Regions from separate parts of the Zea mays genome. Here regions 1, 3 and 4 are each linked to region 2. The links are chromatin contacts, called in public Hi-C maps. All regions are on one chromosome and are shown on one strand. The core of a region is the stretch at or near the end of the contact, and the rest is flanking DNA. Distances in the headings are between cores, read along the strand shown. Region 1 holds the start of LOC100191507 (putative RAN GTPase activating family protein). Region 2 holds the start of LOC100284497 (h/ACA ribonucleoprotein complex subunit 3-like protein). Region 3 holds the start of LOC100284010 (early nodulin-like protein 1). Region 4 holds the start of LOC100278646.

Evidence for each region. Hi-C and Micro-C count contacts between places; a contact is called where the count stands out from the background.
Region 1: a Hi-C map of tassel shows a contact between it and region 2, with 3 times the contacts expected there. The contact joins the promoter of LOC100191507 here to the promoter of LOC100284497 in region 2. A contact is called at or near these places in 2 of 25 Hi-C or Micro-C datasets (ear and tassel).
Region 3: a contact with region 2 is called in a Hi-C map of tassel, with 4 times the contacts expected there. The contact joins the promoter of LOC100284010 here to the promoter of LOC100284497 in region 2. A contact is called at or near these places in 3 of 25 Hi-C or Micro-C datasets (ear, leaf and tassel).
Region 4: a Hi-C map of ear shows a contact between it and region 2, with 3 times the contacts expected there. The contact joins the promoter of LOC100278646 here to the promoter of LOC100284497 in region 2. A contact is called at or near these places in 2 of 25 Hi-C or Micro-C datasets (ear and tassel).

Annotation. Positions count from the first base shown.
Region 1 is chr4:145,504,289-145,507,310 of Zm-B73-REFERENCE-NAM-5.0, forward strand. It overlaps LOC100191507 (putative RAN GTPase activating family protein), which reads left to right and starts at 1,432. Exons shown (of 2, transcript NM_001136939.1): 1 at 1,432-1,664; 2 at 2,393-3,022. The coding sequence starts at 2,421.
Region 2 is chr4:145,922,575-145,925,621 of Zm-B73-REFERENCE-NAM-5.0, forward strand. LOC100284497 (h/ACA ribonucleoprotein complex subunit 3-like protein) reads right to left here and starts at 1,721. Exons shown (of 4, transcript NM_001370655.1): 1 at 1,616-1,721.
Region 3 is chr4:146,201,816-146,204,738 of Zm-B73-REFERENCE-NAM-5.0, forward strand. LOC100284010 (early nodulin-like protein 1) reads left to right here and starts at 1,327. Exons shown (of 2, transcript NM_001156908.2): 1 at 1,327-1,631; 2 at 1,723-2,296. The coding sequence starts at 1,400. The coding sequence ends at 2,102.
Region 4 is chr4:146,389,864-146,392,563 of Zm-B73-REFERENCE-NAM-5.0, forward strand. LOC100278646 reads left to right here and starts at 1,368. Exons shown (of 1, transcript NM_001364472.1): 1 at 1,368-2,030. The coding sequence starts at 1,514. The coding sequence ends at 1,735.

The sequences.
Region 1 (3,022 bases), core at 182-2,681, 420 kb before region 2:
TTAGAAATGGCCTAAGGGCACATTTCCCTTTCAACAGTTCACAGTTCGGTCGATGTATAGAGCTCTCATAATGTCGCAGGTTGCCCCTAGAAGGCATTCCATATGGAAACTTAGGATTCCTCTAAAGATAAATGTTTTATCTGGTATCTCATAAATAAGATAGCTCTACCAAAGACAACCTCACAAAAAAGCAATGGAAAGGAAGTTTAAAGTGTGTTGCATGTATTTTAGATGAGTCCATTCAACACCTTTTTTTCGATTGCTATATTGCTAGGTGTGTATGACGATGTGTTCAAGTTTCCTTTAATATCTTACCACCTAGAAGTATTCATCATATATTTGGACTGTGGCTTGAAGGGGTAGAGGGGAACCCTTAGGAACAAAATTTGGTTTGGAACCTGTATCTTTTGTTGGGCGGTTTGGGTATATAGAAATGATATTATTTTTAACAATGCACAAGTGCCTACTCTATTACAAGTAGTCTTCAGGGAAACATACTGGATGAGACAGTAGGCAATACGCTAAAAAAAGAAGATGAATCACAAGTAAAGCTAGGATGTCGTCTGCTTTAAACGACCATGATGCAGATTTTCACTACCAATAGATGAAACTTTTCTAAAAGGATTACATTATAGTGGATTGTGTTTTTATCTATATCTTGGTTTTGGAGTTAGGTTGTGCTGTTGTGAGGATCTTTGATAAATGTTGTATATTGGACAGCTTCATGAATATATATTTACATGCAGCGACTGGAATAAGTTATTTATTCTCTTTTCTAAAAAAATGTTTTTTAGAGAAAAAAAAGACTATTCATACCTCTTTTCGGCTCATTGTGAACTATTCTATCCCCTGTAAGTAAGAGGTGACACCGCATTATTCTGACGCCGGAGAGCCGACAAGCTGCAGTAAAAATTCGCACACACAAATAAATAACCTGAAACAACAGCTATCACAGATATAATATAACAATCCCACGTCGGCCAAGCGACTCTGAGTTCCTAATAATAAATTGATGCTTAGGGTTCTAAGCTGTCTCCGTTCTTTGACAATAAAAATAATATATCTAAAGTTTTTATTTAGAGCAATAAGAGAGACAGATAAGACGTTATACCTCTTGCACCGAAGTGAAACGTTGGCCATAATCGTAAAATGGTCAACGTTGTCTAGAAGATTGGTGTACCTGCTGTGTTTTCCCTCCCCCTGAGCCATCATGCCATGAGTAGGGTTTGAAAAGATTTTATCTAAACGGTTTGAAACGAAATTATCTTTAAAAAGACAGAAAAGAAATTATCTTAACGAGGTAAAATGGACCTTTTATCTTTCCCGGTGAGCTGCAAGCCTGCAATGCAACCAGCCCATCCCGTACACCCAAGTGGCCCAACTACCCACGCACGAAATAGCAGCAGCCACCGACCACCAAACCAAACCCTAACAACGCATTTCGCTCCCCACAGCGGCTCGGCCACAACCCACAGCCAGAAGGTCTCGAGCTGGATCTCTACCGTTCCAGCAGACAGCAGTGCGCGCTCTCTCTCTCCCTCGTGGCGACGACTGGGCGACCGCTGCCGCTGCCGCTGCCGCTGCCGCTGCCCTTGTGCCCCGGTCTCCGTCGGTCCGTTCGCCAGGTCTCCTGCGGGCTCTTCGTCGTCGACAAGCTCCGCCTGGTACGACCACCCTTCTCTTCCGTTCCTGCTGTGCGAAGCTGAGCATCCAAACCCTAACTATCAAATTAGAAGTGTATACATGTAAATACATGTATTCTGTCTATTAACTTCGAATTTTTTGCCACAATTATTGGCTGCACACCTATGTACTTTACTGCATTCACCCCTGCTAGTCTGATGGGTTCAGTTGAGCAGTGACATCGTGAGCTTTGCTGGTGCAACTCATTGATGTTTCAAGCAATGTATGTAGAATATTCGGATTAGTAAATTGAGAACTTATATGCTTTTGTAGCTTATTGACGTTTCAAGCAATGTATGTCAAACATCTAGATTAGCAGTTGAAGCCCCATGAACCTGTGACAGTAGCATAAGAGTTTTCTTCTTCTTCTTTTGTTTGAACTCGCCAAATCCTATACATGCTAATCAGAGTAGATGATGTGTTGCATTCCTATATAGAAGGTTATAATAAAAAAAACTTGTGAAATGGCTCTCGGCCTATATCTTTGTTTAGTGAATCAAATAATCAATGTTAGTATTTTAGTGGTAGACTTTAGTCGTCAGCATACTTAGTTTTTTTTTTCTGTTACCATTGTACTAATGTTTTGTTCCCCCAAGAGACCGGAAGATACAATTTAATTGGTTCATATTGTTGGGTTATTGTTGTTTTTTTTGCTGTGATATCTTATGTTATCAAGGCAAGGCTAGTAAATCATGTTCTACTATTACAGGTTGCTGTGTGAAGTCCAAGGTTGTCACATGGATTCAGCACAAGATTTCCAACCCAGGACATTCTCTATAAAGTTGTGGCCACCAAGTGAAAGCACACGGATCATGCTTGTTGACAGGATGACAAACAATCTGTCCACAGAGTCCATTTTCTCTCGCAAATATCGCCTTTTGGGAAAGCAAGAGGCTCATGAGAATGCAAAAACGATTGAAGAACTTTGCTTTGCCTTGGCTGATGAGCATTTCAGAGAGGAGCCAGATGGTGATGGGAGTTCTGCTGTCCAGCTATATGCAAAGGAAACGAGCAAGATGATGTTGGAAGTTCTGAAAAAAGGCCCAAGGACTACTGCAGAACTGGAGGCACCTGTAGCTGACACACCTCTTGTGTCTGCTGATACTGTACTAGATATATCTGGTGGCAAGCGTGCTTTTATTGAGGCAGATGAAGCAAAGGAACTGCTGAGTCCACTTACCAAACCAGGAAATTCATATAAAAGAATTTGCTTTAGCAACAGGAGCTTTGGTATTGGTGCTGCTAATGTTGCTGGGCCAATTCTTGAGTCAGTTAAGAATCAGCTCACAGAGGTTGATATCTCAGATTTTGTGGCAGGAAGGTCTGAGGATGAAGCCCT
Region 2 (3,047 bases), core at 471-2,970:
CCAGCGTATGAGCAGGCCCATTTGAAACAAGCACACCATGTTTGGTATCCTGGCCCAGCTTGGGGGCCTGGCTGAGGCGAGCCACATCTGACTTCATAGCCAGGCCCAATTGAAACACAGATAACTTGCTTCGCGCATCAGCCTGGCCCGTGCTCGCGCTGGTAAAACCGTGCTAGGGTTCACTCGCCTCTCGAGTTCACTCGCAGCCGCCGCCTCGGCTCTCGCCTCTTTCTAGGGTTCACTCGGTCTCGCCTCTCATGTTCGTGCTCACGGGCTCTCGCCTCTCTCTAGGGTTCCCACGTCGGCGGCCTCCGTCGACATCTCGCTGCCGCTCCCGGAGATGTCGCCTCACATCATGCAAGTACCCCCTTTCTCTCCTCTCTCTCTTCGATCCTCTTGCTTCCGCTCGCACCTCGGGCTGGTCTCGTGCTGCTGTGCATCTGTCAGCAGGTCATGTCATGTTCGAGCATTCGCGAGCGCGCGGGGCGTCGTATCCGTGCCCGCGAACCAGCCGGTAACCTGCTGAATATTTACCAGCGCGAGTTCATTTCTGATTTGGGGATTGCTGGTGCCTTTTCAGAGGTCTCTGCAAGGAATTGGTCAAAGGGTGGTCGTCGATCAACAGCGACGAAGACTGCAAATTCAACCTGCATCCTGATTAGCGGATTTGTGCAAATAATTTTATTGAATGAAAGCGGTTAAATTTGTGATTTTCTGTAGGATTTCAACGCTTCAGTCTGATTGCAAGAATCACAGCGAGATTTTGAGCTAACCTGCTGAATATTTATGAGCTAAAAATAATCTGCTGAATATTTTTGAGCTATAATCTGAAAAGCATCTGGAATCTGTTGTAATCATATTTTTAGTTCAAATCTGTTGTAATTAGTTCATATTTAGGTGATTGTAATTAGTTCAATTTTGAAATTTGGCGAGAGCTGCATTTTACACATCAAAACTGGTGGCAAACCAATTGAACCAAGCTAAAAAAATGAGAACCAAACAATGTGTCATATGAGTCTGGTTCATTTTGACCAGGCAACCAAACATTTTGGATTTTCTTTGTACATGCGGGCTCCCTTGAGCCTGGTCCTCTCACTGAGCCAGGCTCAGACTGGGCCAAGCAACCAAACACATCCTTATTGATCGTAACTACATAAAAAGTTTTCTAATATCCCCAAATTGCTACTCTCTTAATGTCCATGAACTTTCATGAACTTTCTCTAATCTCAGCATAGAAACTTTCATGAATTTTCCGATCATTAACGAGCCCCTGAAATCTCCACTGGCACAATCATCCTTGCTTAAACAAGGACGCCAGTTGTGAACCTTGCTTGCTTTCAATAATCAATATAAGCAGAGACAGAAGAATACGCAACAACGGCGCCGCCGCGAGCATCAGAGCCGCCAAGAGGCCAGCTGCAGCAGGCCGCGGTGCAACGCCGGCAAGATGCCAGCCAAGACCAAAGCAACGGCACAAAGCTCCCCAATAGGATCCATGGAACAGATGCTCAAACCCCATCGAATCCCACTTCACAAGCCCACGCCTACAATGTCTCCGCCTTACAACGCTCATATCAACTGTACCAGAGACAAAGAATATTTGAGAGAGACTCACCAGAGCTTGGAAGACGGATCAGCAGTTGAGCCTCAGCACGAATGCACGACACTGGCGGCTAGGGGCTAGGGCTTACGGAAGAGAGGCCACGGCTTATTTTTCCTCTACCGTCGCCACAACTCGCGATTCGCGAACTTGAGCGTTGCTCTGCAGTATGCACTCCGCACAACGCTAGCGGCGCGGGCCTGTCCGCAAGCCCACCAGGCAGGGCCGGCCCGCAAAAAAATCGCTAGTGGCACGTGCAGGTTGCTTCATTTGGTATCTATCCATTCTGGGCTTGCGCAGGAGCGCCTGAGAGACGCAGTGGATTAATCTTGGCAGCATTAAGGTCCGTGCTACCGCTAGAGGCTAGCATTTTAAAACCCGAATCCTAATTAAATCTAAATAAACTGAATTGTCGGTCAATTTAGGTTTTCGAGTTCAGATTTAGTTTCTATACGTGCTATATTTCGGGGTATAGATTCGAGAACCCGAATAGACCGAATAATCCGAAATATAAAAAACCTCTTAATATATGATGATATTATTGTATGCTTTATGAACTTATTAGATAAAAATTATGATATCATCTTAACGACAGTATATTTTTTTGATAATGGAAACAAAAAATGTTCCAGCCTTTTGTAGTTTCCTACATAGAGCATTACAGTTTGAAAATTAATAAAACATTCATTATTAAAAAAGAACATTCTTGAAAAGAACTTGTTCTCGAATCAAGCGTCCTTTAATCTGACATTAGAACTCCAACCATATTTTGCAAGGATCTCCATTGCCACCGTCTCTAAGGATTGACATACCACAAGAATCTCTTGGTGAGCTTTTTGTTTCTGCAGTAATATCCAAAGTCTGAGCCAATACGTCCCCTGAAAAGAACCTGCAAAATTGATGGTATTGGTTTAAAATTAAAGGCCACATCATTGCGGCACAACCGAATAGACCAAAACATTGCCACCACTCAGATTAGGAGTTTTTTCCAATGAGATATTCCCTTTTTAGTAACTGAAAGGGAAAAGTGCCCCTGGGCCATTTTTATAAATATTTTGGTGATTAGATGCCAACACATATTGTTAAAAGGTGATATGTGTCAAGTATTAAAAAGATGCAAATAAAGAATAAAGGTAATATCTTGACACTTTGTAAATTGTTTTATATGCTAAACACTCTTGTCTAAGTGCCAGAGACTCAGCTTAGTAAAGGCCAAAAGAGTCAGAGGAAAACAAACAAAGAAACGAAGAAAAAGGTGCTGATAGTGCAGCACCGGACAGTCCGGTGCACGATCTGCGGAACTCTTCGCTCTCGGGTTTTTCCCTGTCTACGTCGGCTATAAATCACCGGACAGTCCACGCGAGGCGCCGGACAGTCCGGTGCTCCAACCGTGCAACGACTACCTACCACGTCGACAAGCGCCTACGGTCATATGGTGCACCGGACG
Region 3 (2,923 bases), core at 77-2,576, 280 kb after region 2:
CAGAATCATTAATTATTTTTATCATCGTAAATGTTTCAATGCCACTTGAATATAACTTTTTACTATTTTATGTCATCGCCAGGGCATGAAATCAGTGGCGGATCCAGGATTAATCCAAGAGGGGGGCTACTAAGCTAAGGATGTAAAATTTTTTAAACCAAACAAAAAATATAATTGATGTTTAATATGACACAAGAACTAAGATATAATTTAAACATTCAAGAAATATATAGTCCAAAAATAAGTCGATACGAATTCTAGAAATACAATAATCTTGCACATACCATGAGTTGATGTTGCGAGTTAAATTTATCTTCCGAGTTCTTAAGCCTTGAAAATGTTTCAAAATCTTTTCATCTTAAATATCTACAAACATATCCTATAAATACGGGATTACTATCAAATAAATAATCAAATCAAAACTTTAAATCAAACTCAAAGAAAACAATAGCACATGTTTCACCTTCACTGCTTGTCTGCTTCACAAATCACAACTAGGGTTTCGCACGGTCACAAATCACAGCTTGTCTGCTTCACAAAAGGCGGAGCGGTGGCTGGACAACGACGTGGTCGCGGGCTCGCGCGGTGCTCCGACGGTGCGGCCTCCGGGTGAGCGGTGCTGCGAGGTGTGGGGGGGTCCGGGTGGGCGGCTGCGGCAGCGGTGGAGCTCCGGGCGAGCGGCGCTGTGGCCTGCAGGGTGCGGGCTGCTGGCTGTAGCTAAGGGTAGAGCCGTAGAGGACTAGCTAGAGGGAGAATGTTCACGGGACTGGCTGGAGCTAGGCGCCTGAGCGGTCGCGTACGCATTCGGCCTCTTCACTTTACTGGGCCGCGACCTGGGCTACAGACAGCCTATGTCAGAGATCGGCCCGTGCATGGAATAAATTATTACATGTATGTTTCTTATTAAACTTTTATGCCACATACGCGCGGCTGACGATAGCATGCATGGATGGGTAAAAAAGTTCGTGAACGCGACATAAAATGAATTATAGAATATTTACGACAACAAATAACGTTCCGAACGAAGTTGCAGTGGTATTTCGATTTCGTGAACTGCCGCCGCGGCGCCATGCAATGGTGCCATGCAGACGTGAACTGCCGCCGCGGCGCCGCGCGCCCCTGCCTTGTTGTCGTTGCCCACGTCCTCGCCACACACGCACGTTCTGACGTTCGGACGTTCCCACATCCCACCAGGGCACCAGTACACACAGCGCTCGCGCAGTCAAACTACAACCGGCGATGCGACGCAGCAGGCCTGCATGGTCATACCACCGTACGAGCCCGTCAAGCCCCTCTAAAACGTGGCCGCACCGCTTCCTGCATCCCATTCCACCCCACGCAACGCACCACGCGCGAAGGAAGCTAGCTCCCACCGTGAGTGCAGTGCACCGCTAGATCCATGGCGGCAGCGGCGGCAGGAAGCTCCCGCCTTCTCTCCGCGCTGGCCCTCGCCGGCGTCGTTTCCTTCCTCCTCGTCGCTGACCCTGGCGTCGTCGCCGCGGAGGCGGCAGCCGCGCCGCCGGGGCTGGAGTTCCGCGTGGGCGGGCCGCGCGGGTGGCGCGTCCCGGACGCCAACACCAGCTACGGATGGTGGGCCATGAACAACCGCTTCCACGTCGGCGACCGCCTCTGTGAGCACCAGTAGCCTAACTCCCACATTTCGACAACAATCCGACCATGACGCGCACGGATCCATTTCGACATCCTCCGTTCCTCTCGCAGATTTCAAGTACGCGAACGACGACTCGGTGCTGGTGGTGAACCGCCTGGCCTTCGACGCCTGCAACGCCAGCGCGCCGCTCGCCGCGTTCGCCGGCGGCGCCACCGAGTTCCGCCTCCACCGCCCGGGATTCTTCTGCTTCATCAGCGGCGAGCCAGGGCACTGCGAGGAAGGCCAGAGGCTCATCGTGCGCGTCATGGTGCACCCGGCGGCCCTGGCCGCGGCGCCCGCGCCTGGCCCTGGAGTTCCGACGATGACGCGCCCCGGGATGCCGTCCGGGTGCTCCGACGGCGCCTCCTCCTCCGCTGTTGACGCAGCGATCGCTGCCGCCGCCGGCGTCGCCATGGCTACGCTTGTTGGTATGGGCTTGATGCTCCACTGATTGGTTTGCTACTTTGCTTTTATGTGCGCAGCTAGTACTGCAGTGCAGACGTACTCACACACTAGTACCTAGTTGTTGTTAGATAATGTTCCGTTGCCTAGTTTTCAGTTTCCATGTTATTTTGGGTTCATGCATGATGACTTATGAAGTATTGGTACTATATTAATGTCGTCGTGTCGAACAATTTGTTTAACTCAGTAACCGTATGTCCGTATGTATGCTGTTTAGTAGCTACATGTGATGTGCTTCAGTTCGTTGTTTTCTGCTTCTGCTCTTCCTTGTAGTTCTCAACGATGCTAAATTGCTGGCCTCTTTTTTAATTAGTATCAGAGAATTCCATTATATTTCCGTACGTACATATGCATATGGATACCGAATATCACATGGTTCATCAACATTAACACCAACCCATGGTGGAAACCGTCGTCACAAGCTGTAGTTCTTTGCATCAGATATTGTAGTAGGAGCATCCCTGTTGCATCTGTCTTCCTTCAGTTTTTGGCAAAATCCTTTATATTAAATTCTTTCGTTTTAAAATTGCATTTCAAATTGCTACGTGTTTCTGATTTAGCAAGTGCTTAGCTTTGCCTCGTGCTTGTCCATCTCCGTAGGCCGTCGCTATTGTTCCCATCCCACGCACAGCGCGAACACCGTGCACGTGCCACAATGGTTCATGCATGTATTTCTCGAACGACCAGCGTGAGATGCTTGCACGACGACGACCGATCTACAGCTAGCGTTGCATGACGATATGTGCACCTACGCTCGCCGATCATCCTGTTCGAGGTGTTCGACTACGCCGGCCGCTGTCTCCATAAGCG
Region 4 (2,700 bases), core at 118-2,617, 470 kb after region 2:
ATTCCCATCATGCTGTCTACGTCCCACAATATGCCAACGGCAACCTTCTCCTTTGCAATAACCAATAAATCGACTTGGGTCAGTTTTATAGATGTTTAGCTCAAACTCTTCGTTGATAGCGAACTGTCTCACAGCTAGCCTGAACTCACGCATGCTGGAGTACACTGTTCCAATATCCATACAAGGATTGTCTGGGTCATGCACCATCACCCTTTCTCCTGGAATTTCATCAGTAACAGGGATGGCTGCTCCAAGAGTTTCATCTTCACAATAACTAGTAGGTCCATTATCATGTCTCTTAAAAGCTTCAGCCACCTTCTCAGCAGCTTCATCCTCAGCTCTCAACCCAATCAACTCATACATTTTGTCATCGTCAACGATTTCTATCCTACCTTTCTCATCTTGGTTCTCAACAATTTGTAGGGCATCCCAGTCAATAACAGCTTCAGAGTGAGAACCAGGATATACTACCATTGCTAAGCTAAGCGGGGTCTCATCATCAAGGCTGAAAATATAAAATATAAAATGGATTCAAAGGGGACAAGGTTAGGGAAATTACACTGCTCTATTCTCCACTCAGCTCGATTCCAAAAAAAAGTTAGTACATGTAGAAGCATACCCGTACATACAATCATTCCAACTATACTCCATCTAGCCACTGTCCCCAACTGCACGCGAGATTTCACTGTAACCTAGGGTTACAGAGATGTACTGTAATTTGTTGAACTGATTGAAAAAAAATGCAAGAATAAATTACTGGGCAGCAGCGATGTCCTGGATCTACTCACCTATACTGTGTTGCGTTGCTGTCTTGGGATGGAGACTCCACTGCCGACGGAGGAGGAGCAATCTGAACGGCGGCGGCAGACTTCTGAGCACAACGGCGGTGGCGAAATACCGAGCGAGGGCGACGGAGGAGCACCAATCTAAGCGGCGGCAGGGGAGGAGCAGAGTGAACGGGAGGAGCGGCCGAAGGAATCGCAGCAGCGGCTCCCGCCGCCGTTGAGGAACGGGAGGAGTGAACGGGTCCAGCGAATGTGAGATGCTAGCAAAGGTGTCAGCCACGTCTTGATTTGGAGCAGGGGCAAAAAGGTCCAAGCAAGTGCCCTCTCCTCTGTTTATGCATCGAATAGGTGATAAATGGCATTTTGTCGGTAAACAACGTGTGAGGATGGTGCACTAGCGAAGCTCTTGCACATAATGGCATTCGGGCGAATCCCACGTTCCATAATGGCATAATTCCATATTTCTCGTTTGTCTTGTGGTTCGGCCTGTAGTTGCTGCTAGCTGAACGAACGAGAGATCTCGTCTGCATTTTCTCCCTTTAAGGCTGTGCTTCAAGTTCCTGAAGATATTTCGAATCATAATTTTATTACTCAAATTTCTAATTACCTGAATTACCCTACCCGGAAATATCAGCTAACCCCAGACCGCCCAACACCAGCTCCACCCTCGCCACCAACCGCCCCCGCACCACGGCCAGAACCCTAGTCACTTCCCCGCCGCCCACTCCATGGAGGACGACGCCATCTCGACGCTCATGGACATCGACGACTCGCCGCTCAGCGCTGCGGGGGCCGGGTTCCTCGACGAGGAGGACGGGGAAGGCGAGATGTTCTTCGCCCCGCACCGCGCGGCCCGCGGCGGCGCTGGCGATGCCCGCGGGCCCCTCCCCTTTTCCGGGTTCTTCAACAGCTTCGACGGCGCCGATTTCGACGACGACGACCTCGCCTGAGGGAACTGCCGCCCGGTTCGGTAACGGATGTTGTTCGTGGATCGCGAATCGTGTTATGTCGATACCGTGATGGGGTCTCTTAATTAGCGCATCGATTCAGACTCGTTTGGGCAATCTGAAGATGTTTAGGGATCAACATTACCTTTGTGGCCTATGGTTCGTGGATGCACATGCACAGGGATCAATATAAGTACCTTTGTGCCCCATGGTTCGTGGATCACTGTGCATGTGTTCTTCCGCGTCTTTGTTGTTATTTTGGCTCCATCTGTATGATCTAATGAACCTTCCTTTGTTATCATTCTGTCTCTGTTACTCGATGACTTGTTATAGGTTGTTAAATGCCTATATCTGTTTGTCGAATTGTGTAGGCTGTGAGTTATTTGCTTTATAGAATTTGTGGTTAGTTAACATATTGTGTTGAAAGTTTCCATTTGTCATCAATTTAACCGGCTAGTGATGACAATTCATAGATGCTTGATTATTTGGTGTCGAAGTGGAAATATCACATTAGCATAGGCACATTTTTTTGGAAGCATTGCATCAGTATGCAAATTTGGTATTGCAGGGTAGTTTTAAATCTGCTTCACAGAAACTTTTTCATCATTCATCAAATCAGAATTTGCATAGTTACACTGTCTACTAGAAATTTGGTTCAGAGCTCAAAACTGAGAGCATGCCTAGTTCTAGTTGCCATAAGCATCACCATTGTTTCCAAGTAGCATAACAGTCACTGATAGTAGGGTTTGAATTGAGCTTGGGAGATAACAAAATTGGGAGTGCATGCCTAGTTCTAATTGCCATAAGCATCACCATGCAGGGTTATGAATTGAGCTCAGGAGTCAGGACACAACAAAACTCGCTGCACTGTTTTTTCAGCTTATTAATAAAAAAACACTTACAACGCCAACATTAAACATTGGAAATCTGTCCTGGCTTCTGTTAGGCTGTATCATAGTGTTTAACAA